2 separate regions of the Mus musculus genome follow, and region 1 is linked to region 2. A link is a contact called in public promoter capture Hi-C data. All regions are on one chromosome and are shown on one strand. The core of a region is the stretch at or near the end of the contact, and the rest is flanking DNA. Distances in the headings are between cores, read along the strand shown.

Region 1 (6,143 bases), core at 1,189-3,688, 3.6 Mb after region 2:
AGAATTCAATTTCCAGTGTGTGCTCCCGTCTAAAATCAAAATTAAAAAAAAAACTTAATTAAAAGTGGAAAGCCCATGGACGTTGGAGAGATGGCTTAGAGGTTAAGCGTATTGTCTACTCTTCCAGAGGTCCTGAGTTCAATTCCCAACCATCACGTGGTGGCTCATAATCATCTGTAATGAGATCTAGTGCCCTCTTCTGGTCTGAAGACATATATGCAGGCAGAACAACCCGAGTTCAATTCCCAGAGTCCAGGTAAAGGAAGAGTGGGCTTAGTACTACTGGTTGTCTTCTGAGCTCCACATGAACTGTAGCATGCATGCCCCTATAAATGCAATACAAACAATGTTCTAAAACTTTAAAATGTTTTAAAGCAAATGCTTCTAAGGCGATTTTAACTTTAGCTGGAGGAGAGGGGATTCCATATGATGTGTCTTTAAAGTGACACTAACCACAGCCAGCATGTCTCTCCTGGCCTCAGCACTTGCACCAGCGAGGTCTTCTCTAGTCAACCACGAGGTTTAGTCTCTTGTTCAAATGCTACCTGGGCAGAGGGCTTCCCTAGCCACCTCACATTAAAGAACTACGCTGCCAAGCTACTCGACCCCAGCACTGCTAAGCTTTCTTTCCCTCCATAGCAACTTTCATCTGCCTGGTTCTATTATTGTCTTCTCCCATTAGGATGTAATCCCCATTAAAAAACTCTGCAATGGCCTTTCACGGTCAATAGTCTCTGATGTAAAACTAACCCGTAAAGGTCAGGTGAGTAATGAATGAATGTGACTTTTCAAAGCTTTGAGAATTTCTAAGTAATTCTCTTATGCACTAATAGCATTCTCTATAAATATTTGTTGACATATGTTAATGTGCATAGTTGGGCTGAATATACATACATACATACATACATACATACATACATGATTTAAGTCCTATCTTTGCCTCTTCCCTATCTGGCTGGGATGTTTCTTGGAGCTCCATCTTGTGAACCTGACAGCCTATAGCCTTTATCCATGAGTAAAGAGAAACAAAACAACAACAACAACAACAACAACAAAAAACAATAGATTCCATATAAAACAAACTGGCTTACCCTATTTACTGTCCAACAGCACAATACCACCAGCGGGGGATGTTTTAAGAAAAGTCTAGCTTGACTGTGATTCTAGTGGTACAAGCCAAGGGAACACATTTGGTGACGGACTTGCAGGCAGAGAGTCCCAAGTGACCAAATGGTACCCCTTAGCAGAAACTGGGAGTGGGTGCCCTCTGTTGTCCTATAGAGCCACTAAGTTTTAATTATGAGAACTCCACGCCGATGGTCTCATTCATCTTACTTACCCCTGAACGGCCCCACATATAAACAGAAGTAGGGTTATGTTTCTGTTCTTACATATCCACAGGAGCAAGTAAATTTCGGTACTGGAGCTTTGAGGATACCCTCAAACCAGAGAGTCTCTGAGCATTGTCTCCGTTAGTGATATACACATGGCATAAAACCAAGCACAACTAACTATGAAGACTAGTTTTCAAACAAGTGTGATCAATGGCACACTTCATTTCCTCAGGCCAATGCCCAAAGAAACAGAAAGTCTCAAGGTCTGACACAAACACATTCCCAGAAAGTTAACAAATCTAGAGATGCTAACCCATTTCCATGCTGAAACTGAAGCGCTTAATGCGAACCATGAGGGCACTGAACACCTCCTCATTCTTTTTGTCTATATGGGTTTTTCTTTTATTAACTTTACTTGGAAAACTGTTCCAACTGTATTATCCACCAAAGTGAAAAGTGACCAACAAATCAGGGTTAAATATACACACACAAACACAGATCCTAAGACTGCTGTGGGGGTCTTATTGACTTAAATAAGGCAAGGTGGGAGATTTGCTTTGTGAAAGTGTTGGCTAACAAAGAATTTCTAAGCTGATGAAATTTTTGAGAATTTACCCTTATACATATAACCATGACTCCTCCAAATCAAGTATTTTAAGTCTCACTTCCAGAATAAGAATGAATTATAATTGTGCAAAATAGAACTCAACCTTTTAACTTCAAATAAATTAGTTCATTTTTATTAATAAGGTTCAGTTCAGAAAATTAACTTGCCCGTGGTCATCAGGTTGTTAAAAGTCAAGGGGGGCTCTAGACACAAGCCTTAAACTGTATGTTCTACTGCCTTCTCAGCGCAGGCACCTAGCAAACAAGTTATAGTCACTCAGAACAAACTGCAGTCGCATCTTCCCCAGTGCTAAACTCTCCCTCCTGCAATGCTCAAACCGGTCCATACCATAAGCCAAGCCAGGAGTTCCCATCATCCCCTAGCATCAATGTCTCCCGCCAAAAACCTCACCACCTTCACAGCTGTCCCTAGGAAGAAATCACTAAAGCTCCCCAAAGTCTCGCGAGAGTACAGCCGTTGCCCTGGCAACAAGCGGCCTGCTCTCTCAGCGACCGCTGAATTTCGATGGCATTTGCTCTGACCCTGTCGTCGCCCGGTGCCTGGGGGACATCCTAAAGTATTCTCCCGGCAGGGGTGGGACGACCGGCGGACTTGAAGAGGCCCAGGGAACGAGGCGGGCGGCGGACGCGCCGCTTAGGCAGCGGGGAGCGGGGGAAATGCGGCCCTCGGCGCGGGACGGCGCGGGGCCCGCGTGAGTGAGGAGGCTCCGCGCGGGTCCCGCCCCGAGAGAAGGCCTGGCGCGGCCGCACGCCCCCCGCTCGCCGCTTCGGGCGCGGACCGGCGTCCGCGGGCTTCCGGCGCCTAGCGCCTGCACGCCTCGTCCGCGCACGTAAGGAGCTGCCGCCGGGCGTCCCGGCGGGTTGTCGTAATTTCGAGCCGTCATCCGGGGCTGAAGCTTCGGTCTCCGCCCCGAGATGTCACCTAGAAACCGCTCTCTCGACTGCAGTTGGCGTTTATGATGAAGCTTCGCGAGGCCTTCCGCGCCGTCCGCGCCCCCGAACGCGCTCGTCTGTAGACGTCAACCGGGGGCTGAGAAGGTGTTTGTCGGCGGTGGTCAAAAGGCTCGCTTTTAGAGAGAACCAAACACCAGTAGTTGTGAAATTGGTAAATTCTTTTGGTGTCCTCCAAAGTGTAAAAGCTTGGCAAGGATGATTTCATTGCAAATAAGAAAAGAGGAAACGTATACCTAAAACTGTATTATCCCCAAAGGCACAATCACTGGCATGTGTAGCAGGAGGAAAATGTCATTTTAGTAAAATGCCAATTTCAGGCTTGCCTAGAAGCAACAGTGGTCATCTCCAGCCGGACCTTCTGGTAGCTATTCCAATACAAATGGTGTCATTGGCTTTAAAAGTTAAATATACAGTAATGATCACGGTTAAAGAGAAACTTAAGTTATACACACTGAAGCTCGGGTCAACTGAAAGTTCAAGAGAAAGGGGAAAGTTTTTACACTATTGCTACATTTTATTGTCTGAATAATTATAACTTTTCTTGTGTACTTTTTAATGCGTGAAGACAATCCCCATTTACTATTGCAGTGTAGTGTTTAGTTATGAATATAAAATGTAAATGGCCTGGCTATATACTGTGGAAGTTTTTCAACTAAATTATTTACGTGATTTGTCTCTCTTGTTTCAACAGATTTTTTAAGTTTTATTTTTGTTCATAAAACATACTGACAGGTTATAAATATATCCCCCTTCATCTCTTCTAAAATTCACACCCCCATTCCATATCCACTCATCATCTTAAATTTTTTATTTAATTAAAATATAATTACATCATTTATCCCCCTTCCAACCCTCTCAGATACATATCCTCTTTTGCTATTTATTATCATTGTGTGTTTAAATAAATATATAAATGCAACTTGCAGAAGCCTATTGAATATTGCTTATGTGTATATTCTTTGTAGGACTGAACATCTGGTATTGGATATCTGTTTAGGAAGCTTGCTTTGTAGTAACGGATAGTTTTGTAAAATCTTTGAATTTGAAATTAATTTCCTGTATCCTTACTAGTTTAGTTTTCAGAGATCTGTCACTCTTAATTAAATACAATTGGACAGGTTTTGTAGTATTCATTTAATACAGAACCTGCACACCTTTGCTTAAAAGAAAAGCTGTTAAAAATCTCCTTAGACATTTTACAGCCTACTCACATAATTAAAGACATTCCGAGGAAGACACTAGAAGAGATGTCAGAAGATTCAGAGGAGGAAGACTACTCAGATAGAAGCATCAGTGATGACGATGACTTGGTATGTCTTTCTTTTTTACTTTGCGTAATTTGAGGTAAAATGTAGTATCAAGCACATATTTCCAATTAAAACATTATAGAATTAATTTGATGTAAAAACAAAACAGATGATGTCTGTTTTTGTCATAGAAGTTAGAAAATAACTGAAAAATGTATTGTGTAATGTGCCCTGTCTAGAAAGAAAGAAAAAGAGTTGATTTTTCTTGACGAGGCTATCAACTTGAGAGTGGGGAGGGGGAATAGGAATTGACAGGAGGAATGGGAAGGGCAAAATGATCTAATTCTATTTTAATTAAAAACATTTTTTAAAATGGGAAAGAAAGGATTTTTCTTGAGAAAATCTTGGGTGAGATTATTCTGGATTCTATTTAAATGTGTGTATATAATGATTAGGATTTTATTTTTACAGTCATATCTACTTCCTTCCTTATGTGCGAAATCTATTGCAACATATTATGCACCATACTCAAATCCCTGGTGTTCCAGCCAAGGTTCTTGGGTTTCACCACAGTACAGTAATGTGACTCCAATACCAGAAGGAAAGGATGTGGGTAGTAGAAAAAGGAGGAGGAGGAGGGGGAAGAGGAAGAGGAGGAGGAAGAGGAGGAGGAGGAGGAGGAGGAGGGAGATAGTGTTTGATATTGTGTCTGTACTTACATCCTGTTCTGTTTTAAAGGAGATTTTTTTTAAGTATAAATTACCATATGTTTAAAGTTCTAAAATCTCTCCAAAAATGATATATAGTTCTCTAAGTCCACAACTTTCTGTGATCTTATTCACCAGTTGTTTCCCCAAGTATTCCAAGAACCTTTAAACTTTCTCCCTTCTCTGTAGTTATTATCATGGCCATACCCTATTGTCTTAGGGTTTTACTGCTGGGAAGACACACCATGACCAAGGCAACTCTTATAAGGACAACATTTAATTGGGGCTGGCTTACAGGTTCAGAGGTTCAGTCCATTATCATCAAGGCAGGAACATGACAGCATCTAGGCTGGCATGGCACAATGCAGGAGATGCTGAGAGTTCTACATCTTGTTCCGTAGGCAAACCAAAGAAGATTGACTTCCAGGCAGCTAGGAAAAGGGTCTTAAAACCCAAGTGACACACTTCCTCCAACAAGGCCACACCTAAAAGTGCCACTCCCAAGCATATTCAAACCACCACACCTGTGGAAAAGGAGGAATAAAAATGCAAATGTTAGGGTTCCCTTGGGGCCAGTAGCCCAAATAATCATGGAATCTTCCATTTACTAAAGATTAAAGACAATCACAAGTAGTAAGGTAGATATTAAATAAAACTCTGGATTTTGTTATTATTGGTTCTTAAATTTTAAAATTCATTTGTTTCAGGATGAGGATTCCTTCATGAAATTTGTAAGTGATGATATTCATCCGTGCACACTACTGGCAGGTTTGCACTCATCTATGTGTGTCCTCCTCCCTGTTTATCATGAAACTTTTTGTGGATAAAGTAGGATAAGAAGAGTGAAGAAGTGCAGATTTAGTAAAATAGGGATTATTCTGGTGGTAGGGAGAAAGAAATATAACTGCTTTGGAATTTCAACTTTTCAGGACAGTTTTAAGTAAACCAGGTTAATATTAGAAAATAATGAATGAAAGTAGTAGTTCCTCTGTGAAGGACTCTTTAACATAAGGAGTTACATTTTTATTTTATTCAAAATACAGGACTGTTTTTAAAGACCTAAAAGCATATGAAATATATATATTTGGTGATTTAGTTTGCATAAATAGCTTTTAATAAGGTTATTTATTTGCAAATATTTGAATATGTAGGGGGCATCTTGATGTATATTAGATTTTTTTAATATATACATTTACAGTTATACTGTCAAATCAAATTCTAAAGTATTTCCAAAGAGCTGAAGAGGTTTGTAGCCCCATAGGAGGAACGACAAT
Region 2 (5,834 bases), core at 2,585-5,084:
CGCAGCATTAGGAAAGTTGAGCCCACCAGTACCTAAACAGCCTGACAATGCTTAAGAAAAAGGTGTCACTTGTGGTGAGGGCACCAGGATCGACGGGAAGAGCACAGCATGTGGCTGGACAATTAATTATTCCAGACCAGCAACGTTCACATTTATGATGTGCTGGCCTGGGTGGGTCTTCAAGATCGTCGGCTCACCAAACTGCAAGGAATGTGAACACTAACCTTTAAACCCTGGTCTCAAATATACTTACCTGTGCCCACTGTGCAGCGAATGCTATTTGGTGGCAGTCATTAGTATGCATATTCAGAGCTCTTTAGGCCACAGAAGACAACAATGATAATGCAAATAGTCACAAGATTGTTAGAATTAGAACTCTGGAGAGAAACTTGAGTTTAATGTGTTATTTGGTATCACCCGAAGGTATCAACAACCACATTTTCCAAACAAGTACCGGAACCCCCACATCTTAAGGTTCCCATCAAGATCACATGAGAAACAAAACCAAGGAGGAATAAGGGACGTTTGTTTAAAAAAAAAAAAAAAGGCAAAGCTTCTATAATCCAGTGTGTGTGCTTCCTCCAAAATTTTCACGACAGAACTTCTCAGACACTGTACCCAATGGGGGCACTTTGTCCACATCCAAACTATGGCCCATCATGTCGTCCTTACTTATTGAGCATAGATGGAACACAGACGCACCCTCTGGACTCTTCTTCAGTTTACACGTATGTTAAATGACAACGAGCATGAAGATACTATGTATGAGGGGATCCACCTGTTAACTTCAAATTGCTAAAATCCCCCCCCCCCACAGTAAATACTAGAATCAGTAGCCTGAAGGCACTAGTGAATTTACCAAAAGGTGGTTCTCCTTTCAAACAAGGGAACCTTTCCAGATAAAGCTGTAACAACAGAAATCCATGTACAGAAATTCGGGCCCTCGGGCTAGTATGCACTATTCCTAAACTGTTCGCAAAGGTGAAAGGTCTCTCAAGCAACCCGGAGTAATGGTTTCAAATATGAACTCTGGGGCCTGCTCCCATGAGCTCCCGTCAGGGAGTCCTCAAGCTCCACCTCTGCCAGAACCTCCTGTACTTCCATTCCCCCAAAAGTAAAAACTGTTACTCCTCCAGGTTGTCGCCATGTTTGCGCAGTCATCCTGTCTGGCACATAGAGGCCCCATTTAGTGAGAGACCGACATGTTAACTATTGGGGCTATTTTTCATTCTTCGATGCGTAAATACAGATGACTCAACATCTAGCCTACCAAGCTGGCTACCTATCAGTTTTTATTCTTACTGCGTCACAATTACTGGAGAAGAAGGAGGTGAAGAAAATGGCCCTCAGTCCAGACTCTATTTGGATTTCAGTTCCCTAGCTATGAGAGTGGGTATCGGGATTAATTCTAAAGCTCTGGGGTTGATTACACCGTGCAGCCTGGATGAAGAGCTAGATGTAGGTACTTCTGTGTCCACTGATATAACATAACACACCTGGGAGGACGGTCTGCTCGATCCCTCTGTTGAGTCTCCGGCCCGGAGGGGATGGGGTGGGGGGGACAGCCGACTGGCAGGGATGCTGTGACGACGAACCCAAATACTGCTCCAGGGGAACAACTGCGACCAGCCCCACAAGACTGTACCTCGCGGTAGTTTTCGAACTGTTCAGGGTCTGCGACCCTCCCCCGTGTCCCGGTCGCCGGCGCCCAGCCACCTCGCGGCCGCGGCACGTGACTCGACACGCGCCAGCTGCACGCGGGCTCCATCAAAACAAAAACAGAGGAGGCGGGACGGGCGGGGACGCGCGCTCGCCCGCTCGCGCGCGCTCTCGCCACCGCAGCTCGTCCGCCACGATCGCGCGCCTCCGCCCGGCCGGGGGCGGGAGGGCAGAGGGCACCACCCTGTTTACCGCCCGGGCTCGAGCCCTGAGCCGGAAACGGTCTCCCGGGAGCGGGCGCGTGAGTGCGCACCCACCCGCGGCGCGGCTCTGCGTGGGCAGTGAGCAAAGGGCCACGGCGGCTGCGTGTCACCCCCGTCACGACTCTTGCTACGCACTTCGCCCCCAGCCTTCAGCTCGCGAGCTGCCGCGGACCCCTCACGTGGCCGCCTCCTCCCTGACACGCCGTGCCGAGCAAGCCGTGGCTGCGGACCCAGGCGCTCCGGAGTCTTGTCCCCACCCCGCCTCGGACGTCACCCGCCTCGGACCACCCAACCCACACCTTCCGCCCCGGGCGCGCGCGGGAGGGGGTAGATAGCTCCAAGCTGTCAGAAGCCTACAGTGTGTGCCACATGACGAAGCTCGCCCTCGTCCTCGACACTCACGCAGCAGCTTCGCTGCGAGCTGAAACAGACATATTGGGGGGGGGGGACCTGTCTTGATTTTTCTCTTGGTTTTAAAAGCAACCCCCCCCATACATAAGCGTTAGACTTAGCTCTACCTACGCACTCGCTTTGCCTCCCCCATGGTCTCCTACCAAATCCAAGCGACTTACCAAATCCAAATGCCCACCCTACACACCTGCTAGGTAACCTGCCTTCTGGAACCTCAAAGCCCCACCCATCCCGCCTGTGGGGGCAACCTGTGGTGGGGGGGAGTGAGGCAACACGATTAGGTAGTGATAGAGAGGGGGGACATACAACCCCCCATCTCCAGAGCAAGAGGACGCATCCTGCTTCCCTCCGCCAAAATAATAGCCGAAGTCAAAGCTCCGGCTTCCCAGGGGCTGCCTCTCCCCCCACCTTCCCCCTAGAACCAAAACGTCGCGTCCCTCCCAACCGCTCGCCCCCAGCCCTTACTTCTTGTTGACGGCCGAGGTGGGGGGGCGTGGGAGCCATGCATGAGTTGCCTCTAGGTTCGGGATGTTGGTCTCCTCTGAGTGAAGAGGTGGGATCTCGAAATGGAAACAGTCCTCCCTCCCCCCCCCCAACCCCCCCCCGCCGGTCCCTCCCCTCCTCCTCCTCCTCTTCGTCTGTTTACCTCAAGTTTGAATTTTATCTGCGCAACATTAGCTGGAATGCGGACATTGAAAAAAAAAAAAAAAACCACTCGCTCTCAACCCGGCAGCAGCTCCGGAGGAGCCATGTGGCATCAAGCCACCGCAAAGGGGAAAAAAAAGTGCTCTTAGCAACACAAACATGGCGAAATAGCTCCGACATGCCCGTTTCACGCAGCAACCCTACCTTCCTTCGCTCACCCGCCGAGCATCCTGGCCCGCTGCCTCAGGCCCCTTGTGGGGGACCGTAAGGGGGCCCCGGGGACTGCGAGGGTGGACGTCAAGAGAGTCCACCGGGAAAATAGCACAGATGACGCGCCAACCCATCTGCCTCACCGAGAGTGCGGGGACGCTTTTTCCACCCCCAAGGTGGGAGTTGAGCACCAAATCCTGTCCCCAAGTCCTGCTGGACCCGTTTTCCCCACCCTAAAGAACTTACCTTGAGGCTGAACACTACACCGCTTTGCTCTCTTTTCTGGTTCCTTCCTCTGGAGTGAGGAGGAAAATGATGCGCACGTAGATTCCGAGAGCGTATTCTTCTAGAATTTTCCCATGATGGTTGGTGGGGAGCGATGGGGACTCTGAGACAGGTGCGGGGCTGCCGGCTAAAAGTTGCTCAGCGCACCACGGTGGGCGACAGGGTCCCCGGAGCGGGCGGAGGACCCCCACTCTCTGTCCCTGGCGTCGCCCACTTGTCACGCCAGGCTGCTGCGTGCGCTCGGCTGCAGAGGAGGTGGCGTAGTTTCTCTTTCTCCCACCTCTTCTCACTTGTTTTGTAGCCGTGGGCTCCCCTAATGCTTTCCTCTCCACAATGTTGTTTCATTATATCATGTCCATCATGTGACACCGGAGAGGCCTCTCTATGGAAACTTAAAGGGGCTCCCACGTGACTGCAGCAGCAACAACAGCAGCAGGACCGCCGGCGGCGGCGGCGGCAGCATTTGTACCACCACCCACCAGGAGCCCCTCGAAGCATCCCGAAGGGGCTTGTGGCGCTGCGAAAGCCCAGATAAGGGAGCCACTGCATCCGGGAGCTATGGCGTCGGTGCGTGCGTGGAGCCAGTGCTCATTACACAGCAAGCGGAACAGGAGCGTCCTTAAATCCTTTCCTGCAGTCACCAAGCCCACGCTCTGTTAAAATGACATTTCGTGGTTCCTACTTTATTTTCCCCCAAGAGCTGTGAGTTCCCTATCAGGCCTGATTAAATTTTACAAAGTCAAAAAGAAAAGCCAGATTTGCCCTCTCAGTGAGCTCACTCGCAGATCGTTGGTAGAACAGAAATGCCCAGAAAATAACAACCAGAACCGGGCATTTGGTCCATAATTACCATCACTACCAGTTTCGGAGCTTTCTGGAATTACATTCCTCCGGTAACTGTTGATGATGCTCTCAAGAGGCAAAATGCAAGGCAGTTTTTCTCTTCCGCGGCTATATTAGGGCTTTGTTGCTGACAACAGTAAAAACTTGTTTGTGTCAGGAAGTGAGGTATGAAGCCATGACCTGTAAGGTACAGACAAAACCAAAGTGGCAGTTTGGGCACTACTTTTCTGACCACATTCTTCCAAATGGTGACAAGATGACTGCCATAAAATGCGTGCTTGGTTGGAAATAAGATGATCAGGGAAACATGCTTATCCCTTAATCATACTGTGCATGCTACACACTAGAAATTATATATACATATATATGCGTGTGTGTGGACAGAGCGCAAACGTGCATTTTCCTGATATTCCAAACCACCAATTCTGTCCCCACTGCTAGCATTTAACTTAAGTATTAGCGTTTAAAGGCTTATTCGTGTCTAGTGATGTATGGAAACTAAGTTTGAAGTCCTTAGTCTTAATGACTTGCAATGTATGTGTGTGCAAGGTGTGTGGGGGGGGGGGTCTACTTCGAATCGCAATTCTCTGTCTCTACATTTTTATGTACCATGGAAAAACATCCTATAAGTAAAATCTATGATTAAATTGCTATTTTTCTGTTGGTTCACACTTTTCCGTCTTTATAAGGAAAACGGGGTTGGCAGAATTGTGGAAAAAGGATAAGAAAACACTAACTCAGTAACTGAGGAGTGGGATGGGAGAGGACCAACATTCCGGCCTGGCCTTGATTATCCGTCTCTCTCCATCACTTATGAATGCATTAGGTCTCCCTCTAATTCTAACACCCATCCTTATGGCCTTCTAACCTCAAGTCTAATTCTTTCATCCTTTTAACCCTCTTTTGCCTGGACCGCCCAGCTCAGGCTCTTTGCTTATGTACCCAGCTCAGGCCTTCCCAAATACTTAACCCCACCACCACCAGCAGCAGCAGCAGCAGGAAGAAGCAGCTGGTTCTCTTCTCAGCAACCTTACCCCCTTACCTCTCTTTGACCTCCTTTAATCTCCTCCACAGCCTGGCCCTTGACTTCACAGATTCCTCTTACCTTTCTTCACCTGAAATGGCCTGCCCTTTACTGGGGTCTCCTTTACCCCTCCTCTCTGGTCCCATCCCTTCTGCGGGCGAACCCCAGCATTCCTCCACGGCTCGGCCTGGTCAGCTTGAACCACATTTTGTCGGCTTGCCCTGGGCAAAGAGGGAGTTTATGGTGGAAAGTGGGTCCAAGACTACCCCTGGGTTAGACCCCTGCCTTGCCCCATCCGCTCCTCCCAAGCCCTGGTTGCGGCGCTTCCTGGGCGGATGGTTTGGACTTGCTGCTGCAGCTGCGGTTCTGCTGTGTCATGCAAGAAGGAGGCGGCGGCGGCGGCCGGAGCTGGAGGGGGAGGAGGGGAGGAACCTGATCCTCGGTAGCGAAGGGCTGGAGGCAAACACCGAGCTCCCCCTGAGCCGCCTGGGAGC

What was found. Promoter capture Hi-C pulls out the DNA fragments that hold promoters and counts their contacts.
Region 1: a contact with region 2 is called in a promoter capture Hi-C map of pre-B cells. The contact joins the promoter of Agbl3 here to the promoter of Lncpint in region 2.

Annotation. Positions count from the first base shown.
Region 1 is chr6:34,777,994-34,784,136 of GRCm38.p6, forward strand. It overlaps Agbl3 (ATP/GTP binding protein-like 3), which reads left to right and starts at 2,439. Exons shown (of 20, transcript NM_001289656.1): 1 at 2,439-3,066; 2 at 4,107-4,225; 3 at 5,577-5,637. The coding sequence starts at 4,163.
Region 2 is chr6:31,214,640-31,220,473 of GRCm38.p6, forward strand. It overlaps Lncpint (long non-protein coding RNA, Trp53 induced transcript), which reads right to left and starts at 3,835. Exons shown (of 4, transcript NR_110471.1): 1 at 3,435-3,835. It overlaps 2210408F21Rik (RIKEN cDNA 2210408F21 gene), which reads left to right and starts at 5,712. Exons shown (of 6, transcript NR_040262.1): 1 at 5,712-5,834.